Regions from separate parts of the Mus musculus genome. Here region 1 is linked to region 2. The links are chromatin contacts, called in public HiChIP or PLAC-seq maps. All regions are on one chromosome and are shown on one strand. The core of a region is the stretch at or near the end of the contact, and the rest is flanking DNA. Distances in the headings are between cores, read along the strand shown. Region 1 has its middle 56 kb from the start of Gm33738. Region 2 overlaps Slc15a4 (solute carrier family 15, member 4).

Region 1 (4,029 bases), core at 1,210-3,709, 900 kb before region 2:
TTGTAACTCTGGTGCTTGAAGACCCTGAGCTTTGAGTCCAAGGTCATGTTTGCTTTCAACAAAACCACTCTAGCCAGCTGGAGGAGGTTTGAAATGAGACCATCAAATGACATGTCTTGTTTGATATTCTTTAAGTGTTGTTGGGGTAAAAGATCAGACACACTAAGCAAGAAAGCACACTGTTTCCTCTTTCATAAGAGTGATGGTTGATGGCAGCCGTCAACTTGATGATACAGAGAATCACCTGGGAAGAAAGTGGTCCTAGGGGCATCTTGTCAGGATGATCTACGGAAGGTCAATTGGTGTGGAATGAACCATCTTTGCTTCTTTGTAAACGCTTGAGTGTATGAATATAATCTGCTGAGTCCATTCAGTGTTGTTTGCCTACATGTACATGAGTTTAGGATTGACCACTCGGGAATGGAGAGTCTATCAGGAAGCTTGTCCCTGGAGAGAATGGACTCTTCCTCTCTCAGCAGCTATGGATTGCCTAGTTCTTCATCCAGGAGTTGGGTCCACTCACACTGGCATGCCCTCTTCGTGGCACCATTGCGTAGGCTTTATTTAGGCGACTGTGTTGTTGGGACCCCATGGGCGCAGCTTCTTCATATCTAAGAGGCATTATATTACAGCAGATATTCGGATCCTTTAGCCCTTACGGTATTTCCGCACCCCTTCCTTGGTTCGTTCTTTCTTTCTTTCTTTCTTTCTTTCTTTCTTTCTTTCTTTTTTTTTAAAGATTTATTTATTATTATATGTAAGTACACCGTAGCTGTCTTCAGACACACCAGAAGAGGGAGTCAGATCTTGTTACAGATGGTTGTGAGCCACCATGTGGTTGCTGAGATTTGAACTCTGGACCTTCGGAAGAGCAGTCGGGTGCTCTTACCCACTGAGCCATCTCACCAGCCCCCCTTGATTCTTTCTTAGTCTTAGGTGTAGGGATTGTGTTGTAGATGTATCAGTCAGGGTTGGGCATCTCCAACTTTCATCACTTGCCCCCCCCCCCAATATTTTGACCAGTTGTACATTTCTGGGATGGTCTCCATCTGCTGCAGAAAGTAACGTCTCAGATGAAAGGCGAGAGAGTTCATCTAAAAATTTGGAGCTAGGATCTACAGAGAAGAGAGTTCGTGCTCTGGGTTAGTTGCACCACTCAGTATGATATTGTCTAGAAAGAACCACAGTAACTATGGTGGGTGGGATTATTCTGTGGGTAGGAGATGTTTGGACTGGAGGAGGAGGAGGAAGCCAGCTGAACAGGAGCGTCCATTCCTCTCTGCTTCCTGTCTGTGGGTGCCGGGTGTCTGCGGGTGCTTCAAACGCCAGGTGCTTTGATTTCCTGCTATGGCCGACCATAGGGGCTAAAACAGATCTTTCACTTTTGTCTGGGCGTTTTATCTCAGCAACAGGAGAAAAGAAAAATTAGAGCAATGATGTAACATTTCCCCCTCCCGCCGGGGGTGGGGATGGAGTGGATAGGGGTCGGGGTGGAGGTTCACGGAGTGTAGCCTTGGCTGCTGTGGAGTGGAGAGATACCTACAGAGGTATTCTAGTCTTTTCTAATGGTGCCTAAGGCCAAACATCAGCTCTCTCTCTCCCCACTTCCCCTCCACACGCCACCCCCATCACATTTGCTCCCTTCCACAGAGCCTGGTGGGATCCAGTCCCAGCACGAGATCCCCATGATCCACACAGCAGCTTCCTGCTCCCTCTTCCATTTGGTTGGGGAGTTGCTGGCTGGCTCTGAGTTTTTGGGATGGGGGTGGGAGGGAGAGGCAGATAACTGTTTCGTAGCCCTTTTCTGCGAAGCCCTATTTATCACACGCAGATGCGGGAAGTTAGACTCTGATGAGGTGCTTGGTTGTGAGGGAGGCTACGGAAGACACTCTCCCCTTCACCACAAGGGAGAAAACGAAGCATTCTTCCCTAAGAAAGGGCCCTGATTGGGCTGCCTGCGGATGGCAAGTGCTGCCAAGTTGTGGGAACCTTGTGCACAGGGGGAGGGAGCTGAGGGCCGGCGTTTCATACCGCAGCTCTCTGCCTGGGGCTCTGCTCCATGGGCTTCTCCCCCAGCCAGATGTTGGGTCCTGTGGCCAGACTTCACAGTCTAGTGAGTATGGGGGGGGGGGTGTTGTTCTTCAGTGGGCCTCTGAGGCAGAGTGGGTCCCGGGGTCCCTGTGAGGCATGAGGGGTTGCACAGGACGAGGTTTCCCTTGTATGTGCCATTCCGGATGGGGTGCCTGATTGACCACACATTGTATGTGTGGTCATGCACTGAGTTTCAGGTCCTGGTCTGACTGCTCTAGAAAATATGGGCTGAGTTCAACAGCACCCACATCATGTTAATTATTAATTATTATTGTTCTTGCTGCTGCTGCTACTACTACTACTACTACCACCACCACCACTACTACTTTCCTGTGTACAGTTGTCTGCGTGCTCACCATGTGCATGCAGTACTAGCGGAGGCCAGGAGAAGGCGCCAGATCCATTGGAACTGGAGATTATACACAGTGAGCTGTGTGGGAGTTGATTCTATGGAAGAGCAGCCAGTGTTCTTAGCCTCTGAGCCATCTCTCCAGTCCTGCACTGATCTTCCTAGCCAATACCCTCTGTTGGCTGTCGTCCAGGGAGGTTTTTCAAAAGATAGAACCATGTCGGGGCTGGGGAATGACCTAGTTTTTAACGTGCACACCTTGTAAACACAGGGACCTGAGTTTGATTTCCCTAGAATCTTAGTTTAAAAAAAAAAAAATCAAAAGAACACCAGGTACAGTAATATGTACTTATAATGCCACTGTTGGGCATTCAAAGCCAGGAGAATGCCTGGGACTCTCTGGCCACCCAACCTAGTCTACTTGACTAGTTCCAGGCCAGTGATAAATCCTTTCTCAGCTCTGTGCTCCTGTCTGGGACCAAGGACAGCTCAGGGGCATGATTCCCACAGGGTACCCAGGAGTTATAGTTGTTCATGGTCATGACAATAAGAAACACAAACACCACTGAGGGACCTAGGAACATTCCTGGTAATTATACAGAGACAGCCAGTGTCAGCATGGGGATGGTGGTGGTGAGAATGGAAATGGAAGTGTGGGGGTAGGGGTGTAACTCCTGGGCACCATACGACCCCGTACTCACTGGAGAACTCAGTAGAGTGATCCATAGCCAGGGCTTAGTAATCACTGGGGCTGAGCAGCTCTCAGAAGGAACTTTGCAGCCCTATCTCCAAAACTCTCATGCTGGGCTTGGGAACGTGGAGCAGAGGGGACTCTGTTGGTTGCAGGGTTGGGTTCATGAATGCTGAGTGCACTTTCTGCATCTGGCACCGCTAGAAATGTTGCTTGGGACTGTGGGGTTTCCACTTCTGAGTGGCCCCCAGTAAGGATGCTGATTATGGTCCAGATGGCATTGATCTATAAATTGGTTAGCACCATCTTCAGGAAAGATCAGGGGTGTTAGCAGCCGGATCTCAGGGTGGTCTGGACTGGTCTCGAACAGTGAAATGTGCAATCTCCACAGATATTTCCATAGCAGCCATAGGCCAGTTCCTTCATGGTTCATTTAAGGAAAAGGTCCTCGTGTGTGGTCAGCGACATGAAACCTTTGAGGCAGAGTCACCACCTAACGAGACACCGTTGAAGTGGAAACTTCTGGTTTCTTTGGAGTCTCAGTTGTGTCGTGTGATATTTTTCTGGATACTGCCTTATGAGGGGATGCTTAGCTGAAGCAGACATGTGGGTGAGGATGTTTTGCTGAGAACGGGAATGTGGTGTTTTCCTGGAAGCTGCCTGGAAATAGGGCATGTGATGTTATGTTACAGTGGATGCTTGAGAGGACACGTGGTGTTTGGAAAGGATATAAATATAACCCAACAAAATGGACGACTCAGGCATTGGTTCACGCTGCCACTCTCTGCTGACTCTGTAGAGCGAAACGTACCAAAGAACTTCTTGTGAAAGTGTGGTGGCTTCTTGCCACTTCTATGCAGACTCGGGCCCGATTGGCAGAGCCTTGCGGTTTCTTCTG
Region 2 (4,523 bases), core at 1,911-4,410:
TCAGAAGCCCGAAACCCCCTTCCCCAACCTCTCTGGGTGCCTATAACTGACTGTGTAGCTGTATGAGGCCAGGTGTCAAGCCAACCAGCTGTCCTGGAGCTTGCCCTTGCTCTCATCCCCCTGGGACAGTGACATTCCTGGAGTAGAGTCAGCCTGCATGATGCAGACTTTTCCAAATGGTCATCACAGGATTCTAGTTATTAGTTTAAAACATTTACTATTATATATGCAAGTAATACAGGCATGTGTGGAAGACAGCTTTCAGAAGTCATGTGTCTCCTTTTCCTGTGGGATCTGGGGATCAAACTCAGGCTGTAGGGCTTGCATGGCAAGTGTCTTTAATTGCTGAGCTATTCTACCAGTCCACAATCAGGGACTCACTCTGTAGCCCAGGGTTGCCTTAAAGTGCAGGAGTGCCATTCCTACTTAGGAGAAAGTTGTCAGAAGAGATTGCAACCTCATGAGGACTCTAGCTCACCTAGAGGACACTACATCAACCCTTACCACCTCACATGTGAGTGCGCTAGTTCTGGGATTGTAGGTGTGAGTGACCTCACTGGCTTAGGCTCTACACACGTTCTGTGTGTGCAGAGTTGGCTGCTTTTGCTTATTCCCACTCTCAGTCTGCTCCCTACCTCAATTTACTAATTTAGTCTTAGAGTTTTTCAGGGAGATCAAAGACGGGGTTTTTCTCTCTCTATAGCTTTTGCTGTCCTGGAGCTCATTCTATAGACCAGGCTGGCCTTGATCTCACAAAGGTCTGCCTCCCAAGTGCTGGGATAAAAGGCATGAGCCACCGCCGCCACCACCACCAGGTATAATTTAGTGTCTTCTTGTTCCCAGCTGTTTCTGATAGGCTGTACCTAAGCCTCTGCAGAGTTCCTTTGATTGCTGTATAGCCAGTGTGTGTTTAAGGTAGTGCTTTGCAGTGCCCAGCAGCTTCTCACTTTTTGTTAGGGACTGGGGTCAGTGCTGTGCAAAGGCCCTGGTGTAACCTGGTCTCTTTAGAAGGAACAGGAGCTCCAGGCCAGCACCCCTTCTTCCCACCAGGTGCACAGCACCCTTCCCTCCCCATTCCATGTCAGCATCCTTGCAGACGAGGAAGTGACCAGCGCTTATGTGGTGTCCCTGGTGGGCTAGGGGTTCCTCGTGAGGTTTCAGGGCTCCCTAGGCCTCCATTGCACACTTTCTTGTACCCTAGCCCCTTCCAACACTTGCCACTGTTCCCTATGTGGGAATAACACTCCTGCAGCCCAGTGCTGTCTAAGCCCTCAGTCTCCATGCTGCTAGTACAGGTCAGTGCAGAATCCTGTCCTATCTCCTCTCTTTGAGCACCCTGCCCTGGCCAGGACACATTCTGTTCTTATAGAGTCACCATGGGACTCTCATTTCTTCTGAGAGGCTCCCTGTTGATCTGGAGTGTCATTCCCCCACAGAATTATATTTCAGTGTTTCTTGGGTGGTGGATACATATTTGAATTTTTTGCATATTCCCAAATGAGGCTAGACCTGGTAAGCTGTAGTGTGCTTTCTTCTCTGGGGGCCAGTGGTATGTACATAACTACACAGTCCACTTGTCTTGCCAGCTTCACCACTGCACATAAGATTATACCACTGGTACCTTTTCACAGTTGCAGACAGGTTCTGGAAGATGGCTGTGTCACTGACCACGAGGGAGCAGGACAGAGCAAGGGCAAAGCTGTTTTCCATTTCCTGACTGAATCAGTCTTTTGTCTGTGAGGTTCAGGATAACAGGACTCTTCCCCTTTGGGGCAGACTTAGAGGTTTTGTCCTTCTCTGTGGATCATGTGTCTGTGCTTGTTGGGACCCTGTGTTGTGCTTGCCCGTGTTGCTTGATAGACATTTGATACTCAGAGCATCTGCTCAGGTAGTAAAGGGTGTTTAAAATAACCCAGCATAAAAGGACATTAGGAGGAACAAGTCTTACCTTCTCAGTAGAGACTGGAACATGCTTTTGAAGTGTCAGAAAGTGCAACAACCTCCAGCCACAGCATGAGCTGTGCGCCAGTTCCCTTTTGTATGATGAGTCACCTGGAGTATAGCTGACGTGCTCCTCGGCAGCCCCTGAGAGCTATGAATGAGACCTGTGGAGACTCATTATGGGGACAGGAGGCACCCTCAGTGCTCCTTTCATGCTGTGCCCAGCTGTCATCCTGCCACCGGCATGTATGTTGGTCCTGGATCTTTGTAGTAGTCCTGGAGCGGTGGTTTACAGAAGTGATAGTGTGAGGTGGGCAGCATTACAGCTAAAGCTGCTTTACACAGGCCCAAGTCCTCACAGGCGCAGAGTCACAGTGGAGACCACAGGCTCCAACCTTGCGACCTGGCTGTGGGAGCTCCACAGTCTATGGCCCTGACCTGCACCTGCCTCCTTCCTCTGGAGTTTGGGTGCTATAAAAGCTGTGACACTACTTTTATGGTGAGACCAAGGTGTGTGCATTATAACAGGGAGGGCTGCCTATATAGATATGCAAAACTCGAAAGATGCTAAGGAAAAGCATCTAGCTTACTCTAGAGCAGTAGTTCTCAACCTGTGGGGTGACCTTTAGGGTCACATGTCAGAGATTTACATTATGATCCATAACAGCAAAATTATAGTTATGAAATAGCAATGAAAATGATTTTATAGTTGGGGTTGCAGCATTAGGAAGGCTGAGAATCACCGCTTTGGTGGGACGATATCTCCTCATGCTACCTGTCATGTGGGAAGGCCCACAAATTGGGGACCGTGCTAGATACAGTCAGTCCCCTGCAGCATTGCTGAGAGGAATGTGGTGTGGGCTTTATTCATCCTCAGAAGTGTCACTCAGTGCTAAGTGTAGGCAGTGATAGGAGAGCGCCTCAGAGAGAGGCAGGAAGCAGCACAGGAAGCTTCTCTCATGTCTGTGTGGAGGAGAAAATGCAAGTCAGGAGCATCGCTGAGAGGCCTGAGGTGACACCCAGCCTCACAAGCCTTCCTCCGAGTCAGAGCTAGGGCTGGGACACCTGCCTTCTCACCTTCCTCCCACCAAGGATGGGAGAGGCCGGTGGCTAGTGCCCATTGCCCTCTCAGGTGGCCAAGAGCCAGTGAGAAGGTGCCCTGTCTGTGGAGTGCTCACCAGGAGGTGTCTGCTCGCTCCTAGGGAACATCAACAGCTGCCACCTGCATTACTACTTCTTCCTGCTGGCCGCCATCCAGGGAGCTACGCTGCTGCTCTTCCTCATTGTGTCTGTGAAGTACGACCGCCAGCGAGCCAGGACAGATGGGGGGCCAGCCAGCACGAGGACCTGATGCAGCCAGCCAGCATGCTCACAGGTTCTGCAGACTCTAAGGCCTCAGGGCTTGCTAACTACCAGGGCACTGCCAGCAAGCAGACTGAGGCTAGATTGTTGGTGTCCCAACTTCTGAACTTGCATGTTGTCTGGACTGGCTTCTCCCTCCCTATGCCCGGATGATGGTGGTGAGTGCCTTACTATGGCCCGTCTCATGTGCACTGGGCCTGCCAGGAGATGAGGATGTGGCTTCTCTCACTGAAGGTCTCTGCCAGTCCTGAGCCAGCCATGCTCTCCTGGGCAGCCACCGTTCTGCTGCTGCCATCCTTATTCCTTACAAATATTGTTACTTCCTCATAGCATCTCCTTTACGATTAGCAAGCACTTCCATCAAGGCATAGGAGGATTCTCTTTAGAGGTGAAAGTGTGGTTGATGTCAAGAGAGCCCTAGGAGCTGTGTCTACTCCATCATGGACTCTTGTCACAGGCCTGGCTGATGCCAAGGCCTTTGTGGGTCAGTCATGTAGGCTCATCTGCTCAGAAAGTAGGTTTTGTTGACTGAGATAAAGAAGTTTTTATTAGACTAGGCTGGCCTCAAACTTGGGGCTGCCTCATGTCTGCTTCTCAAGTGCTGAGATCTCAGATGTCTGTCACTATGGTCAGCAGGACTTAGGTCATGAACAACTGATCTGCTTTAAGCACATGTGTCCGTGGTGATTGAGGACACCATGTCCTCACTGAAACCAGACAGCAGCTGGCAGGAGATTGGCAGTTACACCACGCAGATCTTTTCTGAGAACTTGACTTTGTGTAGCAGTAAGGATGGAGGCAGGTGGTGAGTGGGGAAAACATGGGAGCTGCTGGGCTATTGGCCCAGCTTTGTACCGTTACTGACATCTGGGGTTCTGAGTTTGTCAACTGAACTGTTGTGTGTGTTGCTGTGTTTTGTATAATTTTATAAAAGCTTCTCAGACTGACACCAAGAGCTTCCTGATGGTTTCTCCATACTCTGCATCAGTTCAGCATCCCCTACAGCTGCTGCCTGCTCAGCCTTGTATTCCTTTGGCCCAGTGTTAGAGCCACAGTGTTCAAGTCCACTTCTGCCAGAAACCTGACTCTGCCTCTCTCACACACCAGGAAGAAAGAAGCTTCAGGATAAAAACCATCCACTGTGCCCCTTGTTCTTGGCTTTGGGGCGGGTTGGGGGGGATAGTTCTGCAGAGGTTTGCCCATATCTTAAAGAAGAAGCT

The links. HiChIP or PLAC-seq counts read pairs in DNA pulled down with a chosen protein or histone mark.
Region 1: an H3K27ac HiChIP or PLAC-seq map of SST interneurons shows a contact between it and region 2, with 17 times the contacts expected there. The contact joins two enhancer-like sites. A contact is called at or near these places in 16 of 484 Hi-C or Micro-C datasets (cerebellar granule neurons, cerebellum, cerebral cortex and 7 more) and 1 of 115 datasets of contacts at active chromatin or transcription factors (SST interneurons).

What each region holds. Positions count from the first base shown.
Region 1 is chr5:128,497,686-128,501,714 of GRCm38.p6, reverse strand. No RefSeq gene overlaps it. Among named protein-coding and RNA genes, the nearest start is that of Gm33738, 56 kb to the right of the region's middle. Within about 2 kb of position 2,459, at least 3 of the 459 cell types and tissues checked have an H3K27ac peak or open chromatin away from gene starts, as enhancers often do. A contact at or near this core is called in SST interneurons, where this site is marked.
Region 2 is chr5:127,595,393-127,599,915 of GRCm38.p6, reverse strand. Slc15a4 (solute carrier family 15, member 4) reads left to right here. Exons shown (of 8, transcript NM_133895.1): 8 at 3,144-4,250. The coding sequence ends at 3,292. Among named protein-coding and RNA genes, the nearest start is that of Slc15a4, 20 kb to the left of the region's middle. Within about 2 kb of position 3,160, at least 36 of the 459 cell types and tissues checked have an H3K27ac peak or open chromatin away from gene starts, as enhancers often do. A contact at or near this core is called in SST interneurons, where this site is marked.